5 separate regions of the Mus musculus genome follow, and regions 1, 3, 4 and 5 are each linked to region 2. Evidence: chromatin contacts called from public ChIA-PET, Hi-C, Micro-C and promoter capture Hi-C data. All regions are on one chromosome and are shown on one strand. Each heading gives the region's core, a stretch centred on a gene start, on an enhancer-like site or on the middle of the called end of the contact. The rest is flanking DNA. Distances are from core to core; before and after follow the strand shown.

The links. Promoter capture Hi-C pulls out the DNA fragments that hold promoters and counts their contacts. Hi-C and Micro-C count contacts between places; a contact is called where the count stands out from the background. ChIA-PET counts read pairs in DNA pulled down with a chosen protein or histone mark.
Region 1: a contact with region 2 is called in an RNA polymerase II ChIA-PET map of memory CD8 T cells, with 7 read pairs. The contact joins the promoter of Lsp1 here to the promoter of Mob2 in region 2.
Region 3: a contact with region 2 is called in a promoter capture Hi-C map of fetal liver, with 2.5 times the contacts expected there. The contact joins the enhancer-like site here to the promoter of Mob2 in region 2. A contact is called at or near these places in 7 of 39 promoter capture datasets (the C10 cell line, cranial neural crest, embryonic stem cells and 4 more) and 1 of 115 datasets of contacts at active chromatin or transcription factors (embryonic midbrain).
Region 4: a contact with region 2 is called in a Hi-C map of regulatory T cells, with 6 times the contacts expected there. The contact joins the promoter of Mrpl23 here to the promoter of Mob2 in region 2. A contact is called at or near these places in 4 of 39 promoter capture datasets (the C10 cell line, liver, pre-B cells and 1 more), 5 of 484 Hi-C or Micro-C datasets (CD4 T cells, embryonic stem cells, granulocyte-monocyte progenitors and 1 more) and 1 of 115 datasets of contacts at active chromatin or transcription factors (regulatory T cell precursor).
Region 5: a contact with region 2 is called in a Micro-C map of the G1E-ER4 cell line. The contact joins the enhancer-like site here to the promoter of Mob2 in region 2. A contact is called at or near these places in 1 of 484 Hi-C or Micro-C datasets (the G1E-ER4 cell line) and 3 of 115 datasets of contacts at active chromatin or transcription factors (effector CD8 T cells, memory CD8 T cells and microglia).

What each region holds. Positions count from the first base shown.
Region 1 is chr7:142,458,706-142,464,055 of GRCm38.p6, forward strand. It overlaps Lsp1 (lymphocyte specific 1), which reads left to right and starts at 2,107. Exons shown (of 11, transcript NM_001136071.2): 1 at 2,107-2,261. The coding sequence starts at 2,194.
Region 2 is chr7:142,057,368-142,063,098 of GRCm38.p6, forward strand. It overlaps Mob2 (MOB kinase activator 2), which reads right to left and starts at 3,667. Exons shown (of 5, transcript NM_028308.2): 1 at 3,618-3,667. The coding sequence starts at 3,634.
Region 3 is chr7:141,582,250-141,587,346 of GRCm38.p6, forward strand. All of the region lies in intron 1 of Ap2a2 (adaptor-related protein complex 2, alpha 2 subunit), which reads left to right. Among named protein-coding and RNA genes, the nearest start is that of Ap2a2, 23 kb to the left of the region's middle. Within about 2 kb of position 3,597, at least 29 of the 459 cell types and tissues checked have an H3K27ac peak or open chromatin away from gene starts, as enhancers often do. A contact at or near this core is called in fetal liver, where this site is marked.
Region 4 is chr7:142,528,843-142,534,528 of GRCm38.p6, forward strand. It overlaps Mrpl23 (mitochondrial ribosomal protein L23), which reads left to right and starts at 4,190. Exons shown (of 5, transcript NM_011288.2): 1 at 4,190-4,352. The coding sequence starts at 4,336.
Region 5 is chr7:142,352,393-142,357,636 of GRCm38.p6, forward strand. It overlaps Ifitm10 (interferon induced transmembrane protein 10), which reads right to left. Exons shown (of 3, transcript NM_001347541.1): 3 at 3,116-3,722. The coding sequence ends at 3,573. Among named protein-coding and RNA genes, the nearest start is that of Ifitm10, 19 kb to the right of the region's middle. Within about 2 kb of position 1,704, at least 72 of the 459 cell types and tissues checked have an H3K27ac peak or open chromatin away from gene starts, as enhancers often do. A contact at or near this core is called in the G1E-ER4 cell line and effector CD8 T cells, where this site is marked.

The sequences.
Region 1 (5,350 bases), core at 857-3,356, 400 kb after region 2:
CACACACACACACACACACACACACACACACACACACGCATCTCTGCTGGTAGGGTCGAAATTTCTGTTTGGAAAATGTTAGCTGCTGTTAGATCAGAGGCCTGAAAATTAGGAAGTCAGTCCAACCTATAGGTGGCCAATGGCCTCTGCCTGCCTGTCCTTTAGCCATAAAAACCAACCAGCAGGCCAAAGGGAGGTCATATAGCAGTGTCTGGAATTCCCAGATAATTCTGCTGTGTATGTGCCAGGGCATGTGTATGGAGATCAGAGGACAACTTGTAGGAATTGGTTCTCTCCTTTCACCGTGTGGGTCCGATGGATTGAACTCAGATCATCAAGCTTGGTCTCAAACACCTTTGCCTCCTGAGCCATCTTGCCACCCTACGATTTACTTTTACAGGAAAGTCACTCCTGTGATATGACCTGGGTGTAAGACCCATCTCCTCTCAGGAGTCCTGCCTTCCACACTGCTACTCTTGGGGCTGACTTTATAAACACTTCAGCTTTGAGAGAACCAGACTGGGGTTTTCCCCTTGGGCAGAGCTGGCTCTGCAGGCTTGAAGGGTCTGTGCTATTAGGGTCTGAATTTCCATCTGAAAGATGTTAGCTGCTGGATTTGAGGTCCTGAAAACTATGAAACCAATCCAGTCTGTAGGTAGCCAATGGTCTCCACCTCTCCATCCCCCAGCCCTAAGGACAAACAGGCCACAGAAAGTTCATAGATTAGTGGCTGGAATGCACCGATAAGGTGCCTGGATGGCGAGGCCCTGTGACAGACATAGGAACCAGTGAAAACCTCTTAAGAGGTGTCAGGACAGAAGTGGCATAACTCTGTCACCTGCCAAATGCATTCCCAGCCACTTATCAACAGAGCACTTAGGAGGGTCCCAAGGAAGCAAAGTGCAAAAGGAGAGAGAGAGGAGGCTGAAGAAAAAGCAGGCAGGTGTCCTGCCCAGTCTGCTGAACAATACTCACTCTTCCTGTTGCCCCCTCCTCAGGACTGGGATAGAGTAAGCAAGGCTTTGCCTCCACTGGACCATGTGGATAAGAAAGGGCTCCCTGCAGTCAGGCAGGCTTGCAAACACAGGTCTACCTCTAGATGATACTCTACAGCTTCTACTAAGTTTCCCAACACCCTAAGGCTCTCTTGCCTTTCTGCACTTCTCCTGTAAGACCTCATAGTGAGATTTCCGAGGTCACTCATTGCCCAGTGCTGGGAAATAGGGCACTGGCTCCTTTCTTTCTATCTCTTGGGTCAGCAAGCTTCAAAGAGAGAGTCTCTACCATGTTGTGGCTGCCTCAACTTGGCCCAGTGACACTTTAGCCCAAGTCCCGGGACTTTGGGATCTGGCTATCACATTCCCCATCATTCCTTTATAGTCCCTTTGGTTCCCTCCCAAAAGCCTCAGTCCTTCCTCTGGTGCTGCCTCTCAGGAGAACCCATGACCCACCCCAGCATAGCTGGGAACATCAACCGACTCTTCGACTGGTTCCAAATGCCCAGAGCACAGAGGCAGGATTAGAGAGAGCTGATGGAGCAGGGAGACAAGAGCGTCCAGCAGCTAGGAATGGAGACAGATAGAGACAAGCTCTAGAACCACAGACTAGGGGAGCACCACATGTGGGACCCTGGACATGGCTGGGGAGCAAAGGCTAACTAAGAGTGTCCAAGGCCATGACCTTGAAGCATCAAGAACTAGTTCCACCATGTTCATTGAGCACACTTGGAAGCACAGAAGATTTCCATGCAAAGCAATTGAAAGCAGTCCACGGACACTAAAGGGACCATGAATTCTGGACATTGTGGGAGACATAGCTACTCTCAGGTCTATGGACCAGAGTTGCAAGGAGTAGCCTTACTCACCTCTACCCTCAGCCCTTTTCTGTCATTCCAGGAGGCTATAGCTTGCTTGCTCAACACTTCCTGATGAGTGGTTTGGGTTTAGTTGGTTTTTGGTTTTTTGTTTTTTTGTTTTGTTTTGTTTTGTTTTAACTCTTCTTCTGTTGCAGCAACATAGGAAAAAAAAAAAAAAAACCCAAGCCCCATAGGTTTCAAACCTCAACCTGCTACAGGAAGGAGGAAGTGAAACCTGGGGCGGGAAGGGTGGGGGGCTGAGGCTCTAGGCCACCGCCCATCTACAGAGAAACACCAGGAGCCATAACAAGTGCACCCACACCGAAGACACCAGGCCCATGGCGGAGGCTGCCATCGATCCCAGATGCGAGGAACAGGAAGAGCTCCATGCAGAAGACAGCGAAGGGTGAGTTCCACTATGGGCAGTTTGCTTTGTGCCAAGTGCTGAGTAGGCAGAATCTCAGATAGGACTTAGATAGCCTTCAGAAACCCTCTCTTACCAGAGAGGTGTGTATCTCCTCTATCTCCCTCTGCAGCTTGGCCTAACTGGGAAAGGCTATCTTCCTGGCTAGGGTTCATAGCCAGAATAGAGAAGATGGATGCTTGGTGTGGAAGGGACTGGGAGTGGCTGGATATGGCCTGAACAGCAGGAGAGAGCAGTAGCTGTGTTGGGAGAAACTAGGCCTAGGAATCCTGACCTCATGCACCTATAGGCTTGTCTGAGGGGTCTGGCCTGCCTTAAGATACTGAGAGGTGACCAGGCCTCAGGGGTTCCCAAAGCTGCTATGTGAGGATAGAGAAGGTCAATGGTGTCTTATGGACCAGGCACTGTTGTTAAGTACAGTGGGTATGGGAATGAACATTGGCAAAGGTAAAGGGGGCCACTGCCCTGCAACAGACAGGGCTGGGCAGAGGCCTTTAGGCTGTCAGCTGCTTAAGGGCATCTGCAATTTAAAGGGATGTGAAGGGTGTTCCCTGTCTTTCCTGTGTTGGGTCATAAGGTGGGGGTGGGGGTAATGAGAAGGGAAGCTGTTAGTGGGTAGACATGGAGACCAAGCCAGGCCATTGGTGCCTGCCCTGCCCTGTCCCAGGAACAGGTCTCAGAAGAGGGTGTCAGGTCTTGGGGACAGGTCAGAGGCTAGCAGCCTCATGGGAGCAGGATGTGGGGGCTGCGGTCCAGGTGTGTAAGAGGAAGGGGAAGAAAGAGGTAAAACATAAAATTGCTACCGGAGCTGCCAGGCTGCCAGGGAGAGTGTGACTCTTAGGGTTCAGCCACAGGCTCAAGGAGATAAGGCCCACCTTAGCAGGGGTTGCAGGGTCTCTGCAGTTCGCAAGCCGGACGCCAGATCTTGGGCAGGAACAGCAATTCCTCAATCCTTATCAATGATAATGGGAAGAAACCTCACTTTGAGGGGTGCATGTTGGGGGGTCTCCACACTATTGCTTTGCATTTGGACCCTGGTTAGAAAGTTGTCCAAGGAACCCTCAGGCTAGGAAAGGAGTCTGAGGCTAAGCAGAGACTGGCCTGGTCTGGGTCAGCACCCTTGTGCCAGCCTTGGGATTCCAGGGCCATGTTGTTCCCAGAAAGGCTCTATGAAGTCTGTCTCCTGGGAAGGGGGACATGCATCGTGACATCCCAAGAAGGGCTCCAAGGACACTCTGCCCAGGCTGGATGAGGACACAAGCTGCGGGGTGTGTGGAACAGGGTGATCAGTCAACAGCTGTGACCCTGTTCAGAAATGACTGCACGTCAGTGCCCCTGCCACCTTGTGCCCATAGAAGGGCAGCTTCAAGCAGCCAAGCCAGCCCCACCCTCCTCCTAGGCCCTTCCTCAGCCCCCTCTCTCAGCTGTCTCAAATGCCGAGGTCTAAGCAGCACAGTGAAGGGTGCCCACAGCTCTGGCGGTCCCAGCCGATCCCTAGTCATCTTGCTGTAGGACCGGAGCTGGGCTGCACCTGTGCCTGTCAGTCAGGAACTCCTGTTCCACAATCCTACAGCCTTAAAGGGGCCTGGGAGCCCCTTAAAGACCTCCTCCCCAAAATGGAGGAAGAAAGAACAAAGTGCACCACCGACCTTTCAAAATGAAACTGAGACCCTGGAGGAGGAGATACTGTGCCTGCTGTACAGGGTGACTCACAGACCAGGGATTCTCCTGTTTGAAGTGGTAAAGTCCCCAGTGCCCAGAAGGGGTTATTTGGTCTAAGAAGTTCCCATTCAGGAAGCCCCAGAAGCCCAGAGCTGAACAGGGTCAGTTTGGGCTGGATCAGATCAGGGGGAATCCCCATGCTGTGCTGTCCACAGTAGAGCAGGTGCATCAGGCAGAAGCCAGGCTCTTCCTTCATACCTGCCCTGGTATACCAGGGTAAGCATGGCAGGACACATGCACGCCAAGTCCAAGGCAGTCAAACCCCTCCCACAGAGCCTCAGAAGGCAGGAAGGCTGCTTGCTGTGTACCACTCCCGAGTTCCCCACACCACTGATGCAAGCCTGCCGCTCTTCCTCTGCTAGGGTGCTGTCTCCCGGCCTGACTACCCAACAGTAGCTTATTCCTGTCCCTTGGGAGCAGTGTGTGGCATCTCCATAGGACTGCAAGTGACTTGCTGATACTGCTGGGTGACACCTAGGGAATGTCTTGCCCTAAGACCAAACTTGAACACCCTTACATCTCTACTGTGTGGTGCCTTAGAAGCTACAAGGCAGTCATGTAGCTCACAGAGAGGCTCAGCATGCCCTCACAGGCCTCAGATTCAAACACTATCCATGTCCTGGAACCCTAGCTCTGTGTGGAGCCATGCCTCCTCTCACTGGGAGCAGTCTCATGTAGAGGGATGTCTCTGCACAGGCCTGCCTGACCCATTCTACCTGGCCATCTGTCCTCTCATTTGTATGGCTTATTTGGCTCCTGGGATGTCTGCATTCTGATTTTTTTTTCAGCATCTGATGTTGCTTTGCTGAGGGTCCTGCTCTGGAACTTTATCTATCCTGGAAACCTTTCTGGCCTATGTCTAGACCTGCTGACCAACAGGACAATCTAAGGGTTACCTAGGCAGGGTTCCTTCCTGGACCATGTGTGCCTCTGACCCCTGATCTCTAGTCAGAGACTTTGAACACTATTGAGAGTCTTCTTCTAAGAGGCAGGAGCCCAGTGGAGGGACCCCCACCCCAACCTTGCCCTCCCAAGGTGTGCTCTGAGGATTGAAAGCCTAGAAGCTGAGTCCTGGAGCTCTCTCTCCAGATGGCAGAGCTGAGCCAGGCAGAGCCAAGTCAGAGCTTCCTGAAGACAGAAAGGAGGCCAAACAGTGATCTTCCTCCTGGTAGGTCCTAGGCTTTCTACCACCTTCCATCCAGCTTCAACAGATCCCCATCTTGGGATCTGTTGGGTTGGAAAGGGGAAACCAGATGCCTGGCACATTTGGGACATCACAGGCCTACCTTTCCCCCAACTGAGGTAGGCAGATCTGGAATAGGCTGGGGACTGAGGGCCCAGGACGGGAT
Region 2 (5,731 bases), core at 2,417-4,916:
TACTCTAAGCAAACAAGAGAAATGAAGTGTTGTTCAGAGTGTCCTGAAGTACACAGCATTCATGACCACTACTTTTTAAAAAGGGAGTGGGAACACAAGAGACCCAAAGCACACACCTTTGCAAACCCAACCCAGATGTTCACCTGGGCAGCCTCTCATGGAAAGAGGCTATTCATGAGGTTATTCCTAGAATCACATCTTCCAGAGGAGCCATCCACTGGAGAGCCTGGCTGCAAGGGATGGGACCTTCATCGTGCCTCTAGGCCTCTTGCAGGTACCTCTCCACTTACTGTACCACAATCCTTTAAGAAGGTCCCTATGCTCTACTTCATATCCCTCCCTCACTCACTCACTCACTCCCTCCCTTCCTCAGATCTCTGATCCTTCCACTGTGCTTGTCCTGTCCTCCTCTGCCAGCCTTAGCCCTCAAAGCACTGACCTTGGAGTCTTCAGAAGCCTTGCCCTCGGCATAGGTGGGCTCAGAATCCTTGGCTGGGAAGTAGTACAATTCAGTTTTAAAAGACTGGGTTACAGCATCATCAGTCATGCCTGCAAATTTTCCACAACCACCTCTACCCAAAGGTAAAGGGAGAAACAGAATATGCAGGCCTCTTCACAATGTCCAGTGGAGTAACAAACGGACGTCATTGCCGACACCTACCACTGAATCCATCACACACCAGATCTCATGACTCCATTTACACATAATAATGGAATAAAACAGATTGGTGCTGCCTCTCGCAGAGGTGGGCATCTGCAGCAACCAGAGGGCTCTCCAAAGAGTAATGTTAATGTTCCATTGAGCTGAGAAGATGGCTCCATGGTAAGGTGCTTGCCCAACATACTTAAGGCCCTGGGTTCCACCCATAGGAACACACACATACACTTTAAAGTAAATTAAATCATGGTCAAAGAAACAAGTCTATAATTTTATTAAAAATTACCTAATCATATACTTAAAACAAGCAAACTTAGTGGTATGTAAATGATACCACATGAGGCTGTTCAAATAAAACCTACAGACTCTTACCAGTCAGGTGTCAGTCACCAGATATACTTTCCCAGAAGATAAAACCTTTCACCCCTATGCCAACCTTGCAAACACCTACACTCAACTGCTCAGAGTACAGGACTGCTAAAGGCTGCCCCAGACAGGCTGGAAGGCCTGAGGCCATTTAGCTTTATCTGTTAGCTGAGCAAGAGTAGACCTTCAAATATACACTGTATCAAATGGCCTACACCAGGTTTCATCTCTTTCTACCTGTACTGGAGAGATCTAAAGGCTTCATAAGAGTCAGGTGCACCCGGAAAGGGAGCCTCAGTAGCAGGCTGGAGAGAGACTACTGGAGAGGGAAGAGGTTCAGTTAAGGTGGCCAGGCAGGAGGGAAAACTCACTATCATCAGTGGGAAGAGGAGAAAATATGTTCTTTTGACTCCAAGGGGCTTCTGGACTGTGCTTTCTGCTAGATAAAATTCAAACTACACTCAGACCTCCTGGTTAAATGCTTACCCCAGAAAAGATTCAAGTGTTGCCTAAAGTATCCCATAACATGTTGGGGTTCTCTCTTCCAAATCCTGAGCAGCTTCCCCTGGGTGTTACCCTGCACGTGGTTGTCCATAACAGAACAAACACCCACTACACAAAAATTGTAACCCTTTCTAATAAAGAATGAAGGGAGCCTGACTATATATACTGCTTAACAAGCTCAAAGCTTCTCCAAGCAGAGGAAACCTACAGGACAAGAGGTGGCTAAGAGCCACACCTACAACATTCTCCAGAAAAGTCCCAGCAGGTTTACCATCAAGTCCCAACGTGCCAAATTCTGCTCTGGTTATCCAAAGCATGCTTCCCTGCAGGGCCTCCCTTCCTCCTGAGCAGCTGGAACACAAAAGATAAGGCTGTGAGATGCTCAAAGTCCCAGCGTGATCCTCACCCAACTAAGAGAAAGATGTAGCTTTCCACTTAAACTTCTGTAGACCTCCCTGTTGGCTCTAACAATTTCTGTAAGAGACCTCTACTCTTGCACCCATACTTGGGTTCACCCAACATGAAGTAATTAACAAAACCTTTACTTTAACATAAGCAAGCAAACAAACAAACCTTGAAACATTCCAAACCCCTCATTGATATCGGATGGTCTGAATTAAGAAAAAGACCAAGACCAAGACACAATAAAAGATGATACATTTGTCCTATTCTTCCAGACAGAAAAACTACTTAAATGGTTAATTACAGAGAGAGTTTCAGCCCTGAGCAAACAGTGGGTACTCTGAAGCAAAAAATGGCTTCACTCCCGACTACTTTGTCAGCTCTCACCAGGGATCAGAAGACAAAGTGGAGTAGATGGGGGGGGGGGGGCGCGGGGGGATGTCCTCTGAAGGCTCACTCTGCAACTTCCATTCTTCCTACTTTTATAGTAATACTATGAAAGAGGGACAGAGGAGTTTAACGACTGGCTTCTGGTCAGCCTCCAAGCAAAAAGCACCTGGATGGGTATGAGCCTGGAAAAATTACACATACAGCAGTGGTCAGCTTCCTCAGTCACCAAGCTGACAGATCTAGTTCACTTGCAGTGAAACCATACCTTGGCCAAGTTATAGTCAAGTGCTGGCCCTCTCCACAAGTGCACAAAGGAAGAATGGTCTGGAATAGGCTGGTTTCAAATATGTGTCCTATGCTTAAAACCCCTGGGCTTCAGAGACCTTGTTAAAGGCCAGGACATAACATCTGCCAAGCTTACCATATGCAAAACATGTGCTGGCCCTTACCTCAGTTAACCCTTCAGTAAACCTGTACTGCAGATTTCACAGCTTCCATCTGACAGACGATCCATTACAAAAAAGTCTAGAGAGGACCACATAGCTAGGAAGCAGATAGGAACCAGTGACAGGGCTTCCTCTTGAAGAAATAAGATGAGCCTCCGCCTAGTCCCCCGTGTCACCCACACTTAACGTCCTGAGTGGCACTATGTGGCTCCCGGCCTCCCTTAGTCTCTTGATTATCCCTGGGGCTGCTCACTTAGTCCGCTGTCTCCCTAGGTTGCAGCACTGGGAGGTCAAACAGCCTCAGACGTCCTGACAGTGCCACCACTACACTTTCCTCCGCCTTCCCCGCTTCTATCTCCAGAGTCCCGCGCAGCCCTCGTACTGCCGAAGCCGAAGGCCGGCTCTCTCTGTGGTCCAGCAGGATTATACGGACCCCACAGCAGGGCCGCGGACACCGCCACAGGGTCGAGAACCGAGCCGCCGGGAGAGCGCGCGCGGCTAGGAGCGCCCGCCTCTCACTCTCCTCAAAAGTAAATTGGAAGAAAGTCACTTGGGCGGAAGAACTTTCGCAGGCCCCGCGAAGACCGACGACCGACAGTGCCAGGTGCCCGACTCGCGGCCCGTCGATTCGCGGCGAGGGACCGCGGCCTCTCGGGACAGCGCCTCGGGGACCGGGCCTCTCTCCCGCCGGCCGGCCGGCCGGCCGCCTGCCCGGCCTCCCAGCACCCCGCAGCGGCTGGCCGTCCTTCCGTGCCCCGGCCCCTCCTGGAACCCGCTGCCCGCCGCCCTACGCTCCCTACGTTCGCCGCCGCCCCGCGCAGCGCCGCGCTACGCCGTCCTCCGCCACTCACCCCATGAGCCAGTCCATGGCTGCGCGGAGCCCGCGCCTCGCTCGGCCTCAGCCCCGCCGGCGGCCGGAAGTAAACACTCGATGGCTCCCGCCCGCTGCCGGACGTGACGCGCGCACGGCTTGCTGGGACGCGTAGTCCCAGCGGCCCCTGCGGCGATGTCCCGAGTACCTGTTCTGGAGTGTCAGGACCTTTCCCCATCGCCAACCTCGGGGCTTCGAGACCCAGGAGCATCCTGTATCTGAAGACCATCCAGAGTTTCTGGATCACCAGAGTGAGAATAACTTCAGAGGGCCCCAGAAACCCAGACGCCCGGAACTCCAGAGTGCCTCGGACTCGCAAACTGCCTGTCATTGCGCAGTGCCCTGGATCCTGGAGTATCACACCCCCGGTGTCTCTAGAGTGACCCCGGTGTTGCACACCTCTAGTGTTAGGACACTATAGAGTGCCTTGACCCCAGGAGTGAACCTTACCACCAGCGTGCCTGAATCTGTGGAATGCACAGACCCGTGGGAGTCTGAAGTTCCTGGGACCTGAGTATCCCTGACCCCAGTATCCCAGACCTGGGAGTATCCAGACCCCCCAGGCTGGAACATCGGAGTTCCTCTGCTCTGCAGGATGTGTTCCTTTCCTCTGCAGTGCCTCACCCCTTGCTGCTTACATCCCTCCTGATGTCCATCTTCCCACTGTTATCATCTTTTGCCCACACCTAGTGCCTCTGCCAGAACTGTTCTGACCACACTTGCCTCTTCTGTGTCCCTTAGCTTTGCTGGCCGTTCATTTGCATCCCAGCTGCCCGCCCCAGTGGACATGATTGTCCCCTTCAATCCCCATCTGTTCCCTTCCTCTATGTGCTGTACCCTCTGGCTCCTGGGTGAGCCTCTATTATCCAGGATACTTCTCTCCAGCGAGTAAGTCTCTTCATGATCCAGGGTATCTCTCCTATTGTCCGCTCTTTCCAGAGCCTGACCAGTACTAGGAACTCATTGAATACTTTTTGAAAGGCTGACTCTCTATTCTCTACACTGGAGAGATGCTTGCAGGAGCACACAGTTGAGCAGAAGGATCACAACAACCTAACTCACTAGTGTCTTCAATAGAGTGTCATGAATATCAGGCACCAGACAGATAACACCTTCAGGCCAACTGCCTGCTGTAATACAGCTGTCATATACTTGAAATGGGATTCACCTTCCCCAAAGAACCATTCCAGGATGCTGGGAAATGTCCAGTCCATTCCTTCTTTATAGCATGAACAGTCAGGCACTGGGAGTGGGTGGGGTTGCAGTTTTATCAGCAAAAAATACCTGAGATGAAACTGAAATAATAATGAAAGATCTGGAGAGGGAAAAGTCCCAAGTCAAGACCATATCAGGAGGAGAAAAATCAGGCCTGTGTTCTCCTCTGTTTCTATTCCTATGGATGCCCAGTCATACTGGATGACTTCCCCACACCATAATCACTTTGCTTTAGCCAGACGTCAGCTGATTACCTTGCAGTGTGGCCTTGTCCACTGCTTCCGAGGAGCATCAGTCATTGGTGAGCTAGTCTGCTTTTGACTGCCACCATCTGCCATCAGCTGCTGCACTAGATTGGGTGTCATGAGTTGTGCTAGTCTCTTCCAGTTTCTAATGTGGGACAGTTGAACGAGCTGTTTAATGGCCTGTGCCTCTATCTCTTTTCTTATATGTATTTAAAAAAAAAAGGTGTGTGTGAGTGTGTATGTGGGTATGAATGTAGGTGTGTATATGTACCATGTATGTTTGCTGCCTGCAGAAGCCAGAAGAGATCATCAAATTCCTGGAGCTAAAGTTACAAGTATTTGTGAACTACTCGGTGTGAGTCCTGGGACTTGAACTCCAGTCTTGTAGAAGAGCAGCAAGCACTGTTAAACTCTGGGCTTCTCTCCAGCCCTCGATTTCCCTTTCCTCTTCCTTTCTTTTCTTTCTTTTTTGCTTTTGTTTTTTGAGACAGTGTTTCCCTGTGTAATGGCTCTGGCTGTCCTGGAACTTGCTTTGTAGACTAGGTTGACCTTGAACTCAGAGAGATCTGCCTCTCTCTGCCTCCTGAGTGTTGGGGTTAAAGGCATGCACTGACATTCGTGACCTATTTCCTTT
Region 3 (5,097 bases), core at 2,347-4,846, 480 kb before region 2:
CATGAAGTGAGTAAAAGTACCACCCTGTGGAGGGCAGTGTTCATGGCCTGTTGTCACCCATGCTGCCCAGCCCTCACAGTGACACAGGGTTCTGTGATGCTGTCTTCTGTATCAGACGGGACTTCCAGCCATCATAGCTGGAAAACATGAGCCCATCTTGGAGCAGCAGTACCAGAGTCCATGTGCATGCTTAGCTCATGGGTACTCCTCACTTGGGAGCTTTTTCAGACAGGTAGGCCTGCCTGCTCTCGCTCTCGAAGGCATCCTCTCTCCATCCCTTGCTGCTGCTCAGTCTGCCAGTCCCGGGAGGTATCCGACACTGGTCTCTGATCCAGGGAAAGGAGAGATGCTCTTCTAGTGGAAGAGGCAGTGAGGCTGCAGACAGACAGGGATGCCTGAGAACAGGAGTAAATTAGGGGTCTTATCTCTCTGAGCTGCCCAGGAGTGCATTGGTGGTGGCAAGTGGACATTCTCTCAAGGAATAGGCTCAGTCCTTGTTCTTGGAAGAGACTTGAACTTTCTGTAGGGGAAGCTGTGGTCAGGTGGATTGAAGGACCTAAATGAAGGCAGAGATAGACTTGTGTCTACCATAGGAAATGGCTTGAGCAGACCCAGGTGACTCTGGAGGACCCAGGGCAATGCCAGGATGGTAGGGCTGATATGGCCTGGCCAGAGCCCCATAGAGCAGAGACAGGGTAGATCAGAAACACAGGAAAGACCAGTGTACTGTGCTTGAGACCTCTGGGTGTGTATCTTATCATAACTACCTGGGTCCACTGCTTCTCTGTCCCATGACCAACTACATTGAGTTAGGACTGACCTGCTTTCCGGGCGGTGTGGGTGTGTAGGCTCACAGGTCTCTCTTCCCACTGGGAACTACTGAGTCAGGAAACTGTCAGGCTTCCTGAGTGATCATTCCCCTACAGTTAGGCGCTGCTACTCTGGGTGAAGGCTAAGCATCTGCTTCTTCCTTGTCCAGCTGTGCCCCTGTGAGCTGTGGTTGACAGTTGCACATTGTTACATTGTCTGAACATCACTCTTCTGTACTTAGGCATGCTTCCCCTTGCATACTACCATCCTGTACACTTAGACTGTCCCCGAACACCTCTGCCCACTTATGCTCCTCTGCCCACCTCATGCGTGTACCTCATATTCATAGTTATGTTTTCTGTGGGTCTTCATGTGACTGGATGTCTGAGGTTCATGATCCACAAAGAACTTAGGGAGCAAGGTGGTCTGGACTTAATGTATGTAGTTGGTTTATGACATTTATACTTGATGATATCTTTGCTGGATATAAAGCCCAATATCTTGTTTTTTATTGCTTGACTAGCTTAGATATATTATAACCGTTCTGATGTTCAACACTGCTTAGTGTCTCAAGCTCCATGTAGAACTTTTTTTCTTTTTCTTTTTGAGACATGTCTTTATATGTAGTTCTGGATGGAACTTGCTGTGTAGACCATGGTAGCCTTGTATTCACAGAAAGTCATCATGCCCAGTTTTTGTTTTGTTTTCGAGGCATTTCCCCACTTAAACTGTGCTAGCCTTGGCTACTTGAGACCCTGTTTAAAGAAACTAAAGAACAATAAACAACTTATATATACAGCACGCACACACAAAACAAGCTAGCTAGAGGCTTGGCTAGGGTTTCCCCAACCTCCCACTGTCCACAGTCCTTCAGTTCTTCCTATTTTTAAAACTTAAAACGTGTGTGTGTGTGTGTGTGTGTGTGTGTGTGTGTGTGTGTGTGTGTACATGGCATATACACTCAAGCAAGACTGTTTTCTACTGGCATTCTTTAGGAGTTATTTCCCTTCCTTTCCCTTCCCTCCCTTCCCTTCCCTTCCCTTCCCTCCCTCCCTCCCTCCCTCCCTCCCTCCCTCCCTCCCTCCCTCCCTCCCTCCCTCCCTCCCTCCCTCCCTTCCTTCCTGAGGCAGGGACTGATCTTTGACCTGGAGTTGGTTGAGTAAACTAGACTGGTTGACTGGCCAGCTCAGGACTCTGTTTTCCCTCTCCCAGATCTGGGATGACAAACCTGTGCCATCCCACCTGACTTTTTCTTTTAGACTCTGGGGATGGAACTTAGGTCTTTATGCTCATATTTTACATTTATTGTTTTTTTTTTTTTTTTTTTTTTTTTTGGGTTTTCGAGACAGGGTTTCTCTGTGTAGCCCTGGCTGTCCTGGAACTCACTTTGTAGACCAGGCTGGCCTCGAACTCAGAAATCTGCCTGTCTCTGCCACCTGAGTGCTGGTATTAAAGGCGTGCACCACCACCACCCGGCTTATTGTTACTCTTTAAAAATCCTTTTTTAATTTTATCTTTTATGCTTATAGATGTTTTACTATCATGTATCTCTGCTCACCATTTACAAGCAGTGCCTGCAGAGGGCAGAAGAGGGCGTCAGATCCCCTGGACCTAGAGTTTGTGAGCTGCCATGTGAATGCTGGGAATTGAAACTAGGTCCTCTGGAAAAGCACTCATTGCCCTCAACTGTGGAGCCATCTCTCCAGCCCTTTTTTCATTTTATGTTGCTGGAGATGGAAGTCAGGCTCTCACCATGCCAGGCAAACCTCTCCCCCTGACCCAGTCTCCTGAGTGCTGAAATGATAGATGTCCATCAGCACCCTAGACTTCCTGCTCTGTCTGTTTGTCTATTTTTCTTGGGGCAGTCTTGTAAGAGCCAGGTTCGGTGGCTGATGGCAAAGGCCAAGAAGAGGATTGTCATGAGTTCCAGGCCAGTTGAGGCTACATTCTTTGTCAGACCCTGTCTCAAAAGCAGGAGGGAGGGGAGGTGGTGGCCAAAAAACAAAATATGAAATATTGTACAAGTTAAAGCTGTTTTAGTTTACTGTACCCAAAACAATTTAAGAAGACTCTTCCATTTTTAAGAAAAATTATTTTTACTTCTTATTCATGGGCAAATTTTTAATTCTCCCCAGAAAAAAATAAAGCCTCCCACACTCCTCTCCAGGCCCTGTAGCAGGTGAGCTACTTCTGGCTAGAAAGTAGGTTTACGAATGGGTTGCACCTCTCCCTCTCCCCTTTTCCTTCAGACATCTCTCCTGAAATGAGCCTCCACAGGTATGCAGTCACGGGCACAGCCTGGAAGGAGGGGCTTTCCAGATCTCCATTTCCTCAGCTGTTCTGCACAGAAGCGCCTGTGTCACTATAGGAACTTAGAGCCACACCCCACATTTTTTTGGTGACCCTTAGGTGAAGCTTTGTGCTCCAAGAGCCTCCCTCCTGAGGCTGGGCCTGGCTGGGGACACACTGATATCTCTGTAGAGCAGGACATGTCAGAGCCTGATGCTCGAAGGAGATGTGGAGATGAGGCCTACGCCAGGGTTAGGGTGAGTGGATCCCACCAAGCCTGCCTTTTTAGTCCTAACTCTTTTTTTCCTTTTTCTTTTTTGGTTATATTATAGCCCAGGTAATCCTGCCTCCTGAATACTGGGATTATACATTTGAACTACTAAACCTCTTAAAGACAGGATTAAAGAAAACTTCAGAAATGAAAGCTTCTCTTACCTCATTCCTGGCAGTTTAGGAAGCACCAGAGCTAAGCCAGTGCTTGCTCTGCCCACCCCGATGGAGCCTTCAGCTGCTCAGACGTGGCACATAGGAGTCAGGGTCCTAAGACCTGCTTCATCAGGGTTGGGGACAGTGATGTGAGGTGGTTGGGCTCTAGGCCTTGCTGCCCTTTGTCCCTACTGTGTAGAATCCTGTTTCCTGTCCTTCCCACCTGTAGAGCATGCTGGGTAGAGCTGGACTCAGAGGTGCTCTCAGTGCAGCCATAGTGAGTCCTATTCATGAGCAAGTATTCACAGGAGATAAGTGATGCTTGGGTCTGCCTTGCTGGGAAGCAGATACACTGTGTAGTGGCAGTGTGAGGCCAGGCTCTGCAGCGTTTGGTGTGGATTAAGTCAGTATTGTCTCTGCAAGCCTTGTCAGGAGTAGCTTGAGAAGATCCATCCTTCTCTTCTCTTCTCTTCTCTTCTCTTCTCTTCTCTTCTCTTCTCTTCTCTTCTCTTCTCTTCTCTTCTCTTCTCTCTTTTTTTCTTTTGGTTTTTTTGAGACAGGGTTTCTTTGTGTAGCCCTGGCTGTCCTGGAACTATTCTGTAGATCAGGCTGGCCTTGAACTCAAAAATTTCGCCTGCCTTTGCCTCCAAGTGCTGGGATTAAAGGCGTGTACCACCATGGCCCGGCTATTTATTCATTCTCATATATATATATATATATATGATTTATTTGTTTTATATATGTGAGTACACTAGCTTTCAGACACACCAGACAGAAGAGGGCATCAGATCCCATTACAGATGGTTGTCAGCCACCATGTGGTTGCTGGGAATTGAACTCAGGACCTGGAAGAGTAGTCTGTCCTGAGCCATCTCTCCAGCCTTTTTATTTATGTTTTTATCATCTTTTATTACAACTACATACATGAGTTCAATGTATTTTGGTCATATCCACCCTCGCTCGTCCCCCTGTTCCCCTCCACACCAACACTTCCCTTTCTTACTTTAATGGAGAAGGCCCTTTTAAGGTTTTTCTTTACAATTTTTTTTTTTTTTTTCGGTTTTTTCGAGACAGGGTTTCTCTGTATAGCCCTGGCTGTCCTGGAGCTCACTTTGTAGACCAGGCTGGCCTCGAACTCAGAAATCCGCCTGCCTCTGCCTCCCGAGTGCTGGGATTAAAGGTGTGCGTCACCATGCCGGCTACAATTTTTTACATCTTTTATGCGTACATTTTTGTCTGTGCATGTGTCTGGGACAAACAGTCACATGGGTGTGGGGCCATTTAGTGGAGCTTGGGAAACCTGTCAGTGGCCTCCCGCATCAGGAAAGGAAGGATCCTCCGTCTTTAAGCAGCTATTGGTCGTTAAGGCAGTTTTTTGTTTTGTTTTGTCTTTTTGAGACGTGGTCTCACTAACAGACCGGGCTGGCTTTACCTCTGCCTCCTCAGTGCTGGGGTTAAGAGTTTGTACCACCGTGCATTGCAAAGCTATCTTTAAAGTTTGGATTTTATTTTTTATTATTGCATGTGTGTATGGAGTGTGGTGTGCATGTGGAGGCCAGAGGATAACTCTGG
Region 4 (5,686 bases), core at 2,940-5,439, 470 kb after region 2:
GATAGCTGTCCCCAGACCCCTGCCGTGTCCCCTTGCTTTCTCCAAAGGGCAATCTGGCTGGGAGAAGCAGCTGCCTGCCTGGGAAAAAAGTTGCAAGCGGTTTTGTTTATAGATAACACAGGCATCTTATCTGATAAAATCTTCAGAAAATTTTGAAAATAGGGGTCTGGTAAGGTTGCAAGAGACAAGATGGATATACACAGGATCAAATTTATCTCCATGGAATGGTCTGGCATTGACATTTTCAAGATGCCATTTTCCAGTAATATATAAATACACCATAGTTAGTGATAGTTATGACAGGGTGAGATACCAATATCTGGAAAAGCAAAAAACAGGACTGAAGGATATTCTTGGGTAAACGGGGCTGCTGAGGGCTCACGGTGATAAGCAGTCCATTTCTCCCTGAATTTGTAAAAATTAACTGGAGATTGTAAAATTTAAACTGATGGTGAAACCTGCTGAGACTGAGATAAAATTGTTCTTGTCAGGCCCAAACAACTTGAGAGCCGGGAAGCAATAAAGACCTCCTGCCTGACTGGCGGAGATAACTACTTTCTCAGGCACATTCTGAAGGCCCACCAGAGATTCCTACTCCTTCCACACCCCCACCAGCTCTGCACGTATGCACAGATTTCTCCAACAAAGTTTATCTTTAACATTCTTTAAGCCTGTAGCAATGCCTACAATGTACTCTGGACAGAACACAACCCTGCGGGTACCTCCACCAAGGAGCTGGCGCCAAAGCCGCCCCTGGCCCTTCAAGATTGACAGGTGAACTTTGTTCCCCTGGAGCTTACGTAAATGGCTCCCCTTTTCTGCTCTTAAAAAACTTCCCGTTGACCCAATCTTTGAATGCGTGAATACTTTACAGTGGCACCAGGGTTTCCGTACAATGTTCTGCAGATCAAGTCCCCTGTAAAAATCATCACTGGTGATGGTTTTGTGGACGGAATCTCGCAAATGGCCCCAAATAGCCCAAACATCCTTGAACAAGAACAATAAAATCCAAGTGCCCACATTGTGAGAACTGAAACTCTAAACAGGGTGGCACTGGTATAAAACACTGAAATAGACCAAGGGACAAGATGCTCCGGAGATGAGCACCGCAGGACTTCTGGAAAAACAAAAAACCATTTTTATTGCATGTACTTATTTATTTTGTATGGAGAGTATGCACTCCACAGTGCTTATGTGGAGGTCAGAGGCCAACCCTTGGGAGTTGGCTCTCTCCATGTGGGTTCTGGGAATCCAATTCAGGGAGTCAGTTCTCATAGCAAGCGCCTCTACCCACTGAGCTGTCACCAATTTTGACACAAGGTACAAAGGCAACTGAGTGTAAAACAGCCTCTTAGAGAAACTTGGCTAGGACAATTGAACACCTAAATACAAGGAAGAAAGAAAGAAAGAAAGAAAGAAAGAAAGAAAGAAAGAAAGAAAGAAAGCAAGAAAGCAAGAAAGCAAGAAAGCAAGAAAGCAAGAAAGCAAGAAAGAAAGAAAGAAAGAAGGAAAGAAAGAAAGAGAGAGAAAGAACGAACAGAACTCATACCCTATACAGCATGTAAAATCTATGTAAAACAAATAACAGCAATACAGAATATAAGAGGTTTATTAGTCACAACACCAAAAGCATATTCTCTAGAACAAATTGACAAACTGGAATTTATTACTATCATCATCATTATTATTATTAATTTGGTTCTTCAAATAATAACTTCAGGGAGGCTGAGAAGACAAGCTGGGAACCAAGAAAGAGAATTTCTGCATGGCATGAGATTTGTTAGGTCTGATCCAAGATTAGAAAGTAAACTGCCTGTGGTGGCTCATACCTTTAACCCCAGCACTCAGGAGGCAGAAGCAGGCAGATCTCTGAATTCAAGGCCAGCCTGGTCTCCCAAGTGCTGGGATTACAGGTGTACTCCGTAACTCTTGGTTTATCAAGGGGTGGAGATGTGGCTTGCTCAGATGGGCCACATCTGGGCCAGAATGGGACTCCTGTGTTGGTGTTGGGAGGACCAGGTGTATCCTTAGCCTGAAATCCTCCCCTACACCAACCATTTTGCAGTTCCAAAGTTGCCTAACATTCAACCAGAAACTTTCATCCAGAAGGGAACTGAGGGACTCTGGTGGGACAGGCTTGAGGTAGGTAGCTGAAGTGGCAACACTAGTCCCTTTTACAATGTGTCCTAAGATCAGCTGCTCATCACCCACAAGGGACCCTTTCCTTCACCCTTTGTCTTCCAAGCTGTGAGGACCCCAGCTCCCACAGGGCCACTTGGCTTCTCCCTGCTCAGCACCTTCTTTGACTAGGGAGTCTTTTTCTCCCAGAGTTACGTACACCATATGTCACATATAAGGTCACCTCACACTTAAATGCTTTCTTCCCAGGGGGAGTCTCAGAACCACCTAATTTTAGAGCTGGCCAGCAAGATAGCTCAGTTTGGGTAAAGGTGCAAGACTCATGAATCTAAATTCAATCTCCCAGTCCTACATGGTCTACCAAGTCTCTTCCCAAGCAGTGGCCAGCTAGGGAACTAATTTTTTGTTACAACCCTGAGCCCATCTTAAATATGGCTAACAACAGTCTTTACTAAGGAAAGGACAACCTTGTACTTTTCTGGTCCTTGTGTTCCTTTTTTTTTAGCCTTCGGCCTCTTGGAGGAGGTGTGGAATGGTACTGTAGCGGGCTACGGCAGTCCAGTCAGGCCGAGCAATGGGTGACAGAAGAAGTGGGAGAAAACCCCAGAAGTCTGATCTGGAGAGGAAGAGAGATGGGGCTCAGAACTCAGGCTAGGCTAATATCATCTGCTGCTGGGTCATAGCCACATTCATTTTGTAACACTACACAGGAGTGGATATGGGCAGGGATCTGTGCTCACAACTCACCTCTAATCCTTCATCCTAGGGGACCCCAGTGGTCATTTTGATCATTAAATGGGTGACCTAGATGCTTCTCCCAGAGCCACCATGATGGCCTCTTATAATGTGCCTGATATCTCCACCCATGTCTCCTTTCCTGAGCCCCCAAACACAACTATGTTGCCGTGGGGTACAGACAGAAACTTAACAAGGACCGAGGGAGCTGGAAAGCAGCAGAGAGAACCTATGGGGAGAGATGGGCCAGGAAGCAGGAGAGAGCAGCAAGACCACCAAGTCGGGACAAGAGCTATGGGCAGGGATCCCTTAGTTAGGACGAAGCTGGAGGGTCTCTGACCTGCAGGGCTGAGGACTTGTGAACAGCAAGGCCTTGGGAGGCTAGTGGCCTCTTGAAGGAGGTGTGGCCAGGGGCTCCTGGGACAGGGAGTATGCAGTGCTGCTGGGCTGCAAATGTGGCTGGGCAGCCAAGAAAGGGAGGGAAGGAGAAAGGAGGGGGTCCTGGGAGTCTTGCCTGGAAGGGAAAACAACCCAGTCTGGATTGGGAGAGGGGCCGTAGACTTCATACAAGAGATCCAGTCCACCCCACCCTTCCCCATCTCTGCTGCCCAAGGGATTGTTGGCGAGGCTGTGACTTAATTGTTGAGGGGGGCTAGGGTCCTATGTGGGATAGGGCATGGGTGTAGCCTCTGATGTGCTTATGTGGGAAAGGGGACAAAGAGCTGGCAGAGCCTAGAGAAAGACTAGGCTGTGGAACACAGGGTGGGGGCTATGTGGCCAGGCCTTGGTGAGCCTTATGGGGTGGTTTCGTCCAGTCCAGAAAAAGGGGAGTGGGGACAAAGGTACTGCTGGACCACCTACAGCAAGGGAACAGAGTAGATTCACAGAGCAGATTTGGGGGGGGGGGTACAAGGTGTATGACTGTGCTTGGTGGGGCCATGCAATGTTGGGGTGGGGAAACAGGATAGTAGTTGCCCTTTGTAGAATCCACCAGCCAGCAGTGCAGAGATGCGGGACTGCTCATGGCAAAGTGTGGTGCCCTTGTGGGTGGGAAAGCATGTACTGTAGGGTGCTTACAGGTTGAAGAACAGGGAGGTACACTATACACCGAGAGGTATGCAGGATTCTGTGTGGTGCTGGGATGGGGCAAATGGGTACAGAGTGTATGCCGGCTTTTTGCGGGGCCGGGTGAGGGGCGGGGCTGTTCACTGTTTTTATGGCTGAGAGGCGGGGTGCGCTGTGCCGGGGGCGGTGCGCAAGCAGCTTACGGTGCACGGGTGGGGGAGGGGCTTTTCGGGTGCGGGGTTGGGGGTGGGGTGGGGTTTGCGGGACACCGAAAGTGCGGGGCCCTGCGGTGCAGGGAGAGGGTAGCGCGGCCTCCGGAAGCGAGGGGGCGCTGTGCCAGCGCGGGCGCTGTGCGGGGCGGGTGTCGCTCCTTCCTGACCAGGAGGTGCGGCTGCCATGGCGCGGAATGTGTTGTGAGTAAAGTCGTGACCCGCGGAACGGGCTAAGCAGCCCAGGTCGGGTGGGTGCGGGGCCCGGGCCGGAAGCCGGAGGCGCCCGCACGCGGCGGGAAACCCGCCAGGGTCCACGCGGCAGGGCCACCTCGGCTTAGTGTCCTGGCTGTCAATCACAGCCAGCGGCTACAGCCTGCTTTGGCAGACAGCCAGGGCTGAGCCAGGATTGGCCGTTGCCTGCAGGACCCCTGGCCCAAGTCCCCCAAAGTTGCTACATTCACCGGTCTCCACGTGGCCAGCAGTGCTAGCCTCCCACAGTCTGAGCCGGAAACATGTGTTCAGTAAACACGTGACCCACTGGTTGGGTGGCCCTAGGTTGAGCATTAATGCGGTTTTGAGAGTTCTCGTGGAAGCAGAATTGGGGGGACCCTGCAATAAGAAGGGGTGAGGGCTGGTTCCCTGGTGGGCAACCTTGTGATTTCTTTCCGCAGACTGGCTGGGAGACCAGGGACCTCTGAACCAGGCCAGTGTGAGGCAGGGCCAGTCTAGTTCAGCTTTTGGGCTCACCCCCTGGCTTTGCAGGGAGCTGGTTGGACCCATGCGTGAATGAGTGACAGGTGGGTGGGGGCAGAGTGAGACCAGGGATGAGACCTGAGCTTTGAGGAGGACTAGGTTAACAGCCTACCAGTTGGGAACCAGGCTCCCAGCGAGAAGAGAGAGCCAAGAGTTCCATTTGAGATATGCTGTTTGGGGCTGCTCATAAAAAAAAAAATAATAATAGTAGAAAAGAAGTTAAGAGAGCCCTAAAAGGCCAGACCTCTAATTTGACCATTAGGTAGGCTCTTGAGTCATTGAGTTTGGCAAACATTTAGCGATGGGGCCTGCTTCTGAGGCTCCCACCATGCTACCTTGGGAGTCATCTGAAACTCTGGTACCTGCTTCTCAGCCCTGAAACTTCTCTGGTGCCCTCAGCTTGGTGCTTCCAGTGTGGTGCTCCCAAGACTTAGAGGTCTGGCCCACATGCCACACCTCGGTTATCAGTGTGACCCTAGGGTGGTCCTGTGTACCCACCCTCCACCTGGGGACCATGAACTATGAGTCTCTAGTAATCCCAGTCCTTGAGTTTCTCCTGTCCTTCTCCATGTCTGCTCAGGTGGGCATGGAGGCGAGCAGGACCACCAGGCAGAGATCCTGCTTTCTCTACAGGCCTGATAATGGTGGAAACTGGCTATCCCACCAAGTCCTGCTTGTTTAGATAGTTTTAGGTGTCCAGTGAGGTGTTGCTAGCTCGGAGCCATGTTGGAAACACTGTCTTCTCTAGCCCCCAGCCTGTTTTCCTCCCTCTCAAGGAACTT
Region 5 (5,244 bases), core at 454-2,953, 290 kb after region 2:
CAGCTCTGAGAGACTGTGGCTGGTGCGGGCCTGGAGGACAGCCCAGGAAGACCCTGAAAAGACTCAGGCTGGAAGGGACAGAGAAAGGGTGACTGTCTAGAAACGTAGGCCTGCTTGCTTCCACCCTGCTGGACCTGTTCGTAGGTGTGAAAAAGATCCCAGAAGACACGTGCAGGCAAAAGTGTCAGTGATAGATTAAAAAAAAAAAGCACCTTGGGAAGGGACAGCCTCACAGAGAGGCATGCCACAAGAGGCCTAAACACTACAGTCACCAGAAAAGACAGACTACAGAGCACCTAACAGTGCAAACCTATCCCTCACCTCTCCCTTTCTGTGCTCTCAGAAGGAGGACAAGAGTCCCAGGGTTGGCACAGTGTGTACCATGACAACAGACAGAGAAGGCGTCACCAAAGGAAACAGTGGACTGTGTCTTCAACTTATCCCCAGGCCTTGTGTCCTAGAAACTTTAACACATTTGCCAATATGGTCTGTCCCTTCATGGTCAGTCCCCTGTCACCAGTCCTTGCACCTGGGTCCCTGGCAACCTCTCTACCCGGCCTTCCTCTTATGGACCCTGTCCCTATAGGTTCTCCCCACACCCTTTGTAGATGTTCTAGTTCATAAAAGTGATTATTAACCCCCTCCCCACCTGTTTCTTTTCACAGAGCCAGTTTGTATCTAGACACAATAATAAGTCAATATTTTAAGGTAGTTTTCTCTTTAAAAAGAGAAGATATCACCTGTTCTATGTTGTAATCATTTATGGATCACTTAAAGATGATTTCTGTGATGGTTTGTTTATGCTTGGCCTAGGGAGTGGCACTATTAGAAGGTGTGGCCTTGTTGGAGTAGGTGTGTCACTGTAGGTATGGGCTTTAAGACCCTCCTCCTAGCTGCCTAGAAGCTAGTATTCTGCTAGCAGCCTTCAGGTGAAGATGTAGAACTCTCAGCTCCTCCTGCACCATGACTGCCTGGATGCTGCCATGTTCCCACCTTGATGAAAATGGACTGAACCTCTGAACCTGTAAGCCAGCCCCAATTAAATGTTGTCTTTTTAAGAAGAGTTCTTGGTCATAGTGTCTGTGCTCAGCAATGAAAGCCCTAACTAAGACATCTTCCCTTAGGGAAGTTACTGGAAACTCAAACCAAGATATGTTTGGGTACATGTTTTTCATGCATAAGAAAACATATATAGATGGGTGTTTTGGTTGTCTCATATTTGTAGCATTTGTGAATAACATGCTATAAATATGCACATTGGATGGAAGCTACATAGAAAAAAATCTGTGATTTAAAAATCTGGAAAATAAATGCTCATTTGATCCCCACCAGCACCCCACGAGTGGGTACTTTGATAGTCATATAAGGTGGATTTTCATCCCCATGCCCCCCTTTCTTGAAAAAAAAAAGGAAGAATTATTTCAAAATAATATTTATTGTCTTATTTGCTTGTACGACTATATGTGCACTGTGTGCAAGCCGGAACTTCAGAACCCCTGGAACTGGAGTTACAGATGTTTGAAAGATGCCACATGTGTGTTGAAAACTGCACCTGAGTCTTCTGGAAGGGCAGTGCACGTGTCACTGCGGAGCCACCTCTCCAGTGTGCAGATGCCTTCTGTTGATAAGTTACAGAGGAGAAGCTGTAGTCACATGAGGGGTGTCAGGAAGATGTGGAGAGCGCTACCTGCCACACCCACCAAGCACTGGCTGACAAGGAAGTGGCTAAAAGAACAACAGCCCCATAGGAAGTGGTGAGGACTCTACTAGAGGTGACAAATATCCAGGGTGGTACAAGCTGAAGCTGCCATTGAATCTCACCATGAGCTTGGCAGCGACAAACACCAGGCAGCAGGGGAGGGAGGCATGCAGCCACAGGGGCAGAGCCTCTGATAAAAACAAGAGTGTAAACGCTTCATAACTGGCATCTCCTACCAAAAAAAAAAAAAAAAAAAAGGTGTTCTGGGAACCCTATGGCCTGCCTCCCAAGAACCAGTCCCAAGAAATACATCATTTCCCACAGATGCTAGCTATGCCATCTTTTTTTTTTTTTTTTTGAAAAGCCACCTCTCCCTGCAGCTTTGAAATAATGTGTTGGTCCCCCACCGACCCTCGCTCTGGCTGCTTGAAAGTTTTGCTCAGTGGTTAACGTTCCTGTACTGCTGTACAGCGTGCAATAGTTTTCTTATCTCTGTGCTCAAATACCTGAAGAGAAGCATCGTGATGCAGGAGTGTATTTTGACTCGTGATTTCAGAGTGGAGAGGGCATGACAGAGGGACAGGAGCTGCTTGCTTATATTTCAGTGTACCAGTTGCACTGAATTCCCGGTGACCCTGCGCTGCCCCCATCTCTCATTCTTGGTTAACCCCATCTGGTCAGAACCAGCTCAAGCTTCTGCATCTGGCCAGCCCTCCACTAACCCCACCTACACTCTCTGCCCACAGCCGGCAACGGTATCTGCTCTTGCCTGTCTTCTCCTGACACTCCCGATACCTCCAAGGGTATGATCAGAAACCGCAAAGGGTGCCAAGCGTCCACACCACTGAGCACACCATTGGCCCCTACTAGAGCCCCACAGTATCTCTTTTTTCCAAGGCCAACCAGGACCTCACAGGGTCAGGACTCGGTCCACTCTGTGCACTGTCCTGTTCCTGCCTTCCTGCTTGCTCCACCCTCAGCACATGGGGCAGCATCCTTCTGTGGGCAGCACTACTTCCTAGTGCAGCACAGCTAATCTTGACCTTTGAGCAGCCACCTTCAGTTGACAGACAGGGGAGCCTCTTTCCCCATTTCAGGGGCTAAGTGGATGAGAACCCATCAGCACCCTGTGGGTTTCCCAGGGACTGGCAGCCTGTCCCCAACACTACTGAAGGAAGCTTCTCCTGGATTCTGCACAGGGTGCATGGCTCTGTGAACCCTGTGGGGAGCCCCTCCACCTAACACCCCTCACTTTGCCATCCTACACAGCTGGCCCTCATAAGACCACTTGGTTTCTGAACACACCTCCTACGGAATTAGCTGTGTGCAGGCCCTGGGGGCATAGGCTGCAAAGCAGCACTCCAAACCTCCAAGGGACACCTAGGCCCTGCCTGGCACATGGACAGAGGCTGAAGCTGAGCTGAGCACATGTTTTAATGAAAGTTCACAGATACAAGAGCTTGGAGCAGGGGTCACAGCTTGGAGGAAGTGGGGGGTCAGGAGTGAGGGAACCCCAGGTGCTGGCAGCCCCTATTTCGGGAGCTCCCGTGTAAGCCCTTCTTGCTGGGTGTCAGGTCTGAGGGGTCCAGGATCCTGGGCAGGGTGCATGGGCCAGGGAGGGCAGCCACTGGTCACTGGGCAGCATCATGGAAGGAAGCCCATAGACCCGGTGCCAGCAGGACAGGGGCAGGCGGCAGATAGGGTGGCTGGGAAGAGTGCGCCACTCGGTCGGGCACTCAGCTTCTGGTGACCTTGCTGCCATGCATGGCTCTGGGCCTTGGTGGAAGCCCATTCTGCCCCACAATCTCAGCATCCTGAATCTCAGTGACCATCAGTCTCAGTGCTGTGTCGCCAAGACCCACTGCCTGCTAGCTCAGTAGTCAGTGAGTGGGTACCGCAGGAAAATGAAGATAAGGATGATGCAGGAGGCTGCCAGAGCAGAACTGGTGATGTTAAACAGCCGTGCTGTCTTGGCATCCTCCACAGCTCCATTCAGGTCATTCAAGAGCTTCTTGTCCCGAACCTGGAGACAAAAGGAGGAGGAAGAGAGGGAGAGGTCAGAGGAGGCACTGGAGTGGATGCCAGCAGAGAGAGAGAGAGAGAGAGAGGTTGGCCTGAGGAAGGAGGAAGGAGGAAGAAAAGAGGGAGACGTCAGAAGCCAGCAGAGGAGGGAGGCCAACAGGGAAGGAGACAGTGGCTATCAGAGAAGGAGGAAGAGAGGCAGAAGTCAGGAGAGGAAGCAGGACAGAGGCCACTGGTGGAGGTGGAAAGAGGGCAGTAGAAGAGGGAGGTTGGGATGGTGGGGAGCAGGGGGGTGAGAGTCGAGTAGTCACAGACCTCTGTTCTGTAGGCACCTGCCTCCAGTCTGGTGAACATAGTCAATGAAAGACTCATCTTTCACAGTTTGTAAAGCAAAGGGTGTCTAGTCAGAGAAAAAAAAAGTGGGGGGGGGGGGACACGAGGAATACAGGGACTCTATGAAGAATGCTCAAAACAGAAGTTTTATTTTGTTTTGTTTTGGTGTTTTTGGTTTTCGGTCTGTTTTTGGTTTTTTGTTTTGTTTTGTACAATGGCTCAGTAACTCTGAAGTGATCTACTGTAAAAGGGAGAGGTGACCCTGAGACACTGGATGCATAGTTAATAGGATAACGACACAAGAGACAGTCGATGTGGGGTGTAATGGCATGTATGTGGTGTATGTTGTGACCAGTCCTACCTAGCTAGACCTTAAACAGGAAGCTGAGTGGACAGGACATCCTTGGAAGATGGAGACAGAGCTATCCATTTCTAAGAGGCTACCTGGTCAGAGCAGGCATGCCTCAGGACAGCCCCCTTGAGCTACATCATTCTGTGAGTGCCAGCTGAGCCTGATGCAAGCTGAAATCGGAGCCTAGAAGCAGATGGGGGTGTCGGGTGAGCACAGGAGATGGGGTTGCTCTATTCACAGACTGGGTTTGCTTAAAAGAAGAAGGGTGGACAGAAGACATTTGGACTGGCTGATGCCAGAATGCAGAAAGTGGATACCTGAGGAGGAAGTGTGGTAGGAGGGGGGATGGATTGGTGGGAATGGGAGTACGACTAGACAGAGGACAACTGAAGGCTGCCAGAAGGAGGGATAGTCCTGAGGAGGAAGGAGTTGTAAGGCAGGAACAAGGAGAAGGGGGAGGGAGGTGTGGGATGGGTACAGTGGGCAGAGGGAGCAGGGAGAAGGAAGGATAGGGGTGGGATAGAGTGAGAGGAAGGGAAGAGAGCCAGTAAAGGGCAGAGGGGTGACCAGGAAGATGGGTTGGACAGAGAGCATGTATGAAGTGAAGGGCTGAGGGTCAGGAGAGTAAAGGTGGGAGTGAGACTCTGATATGGGAGGGACTCAACATCTCTGTCACCAAGAAGGAGGCATATCCCCATTTACTGAGCTCCCACAATTTGAGTGAAGTCATTGATAAGGTTTTATAATTTTCTCCAGGAAATTAAATTCTCTCTTCCCCTTGGATTTAGTGGCAGCCCCACTTGTTTGTTAACTCTAGTGTAACATCCTTCCTCTGACT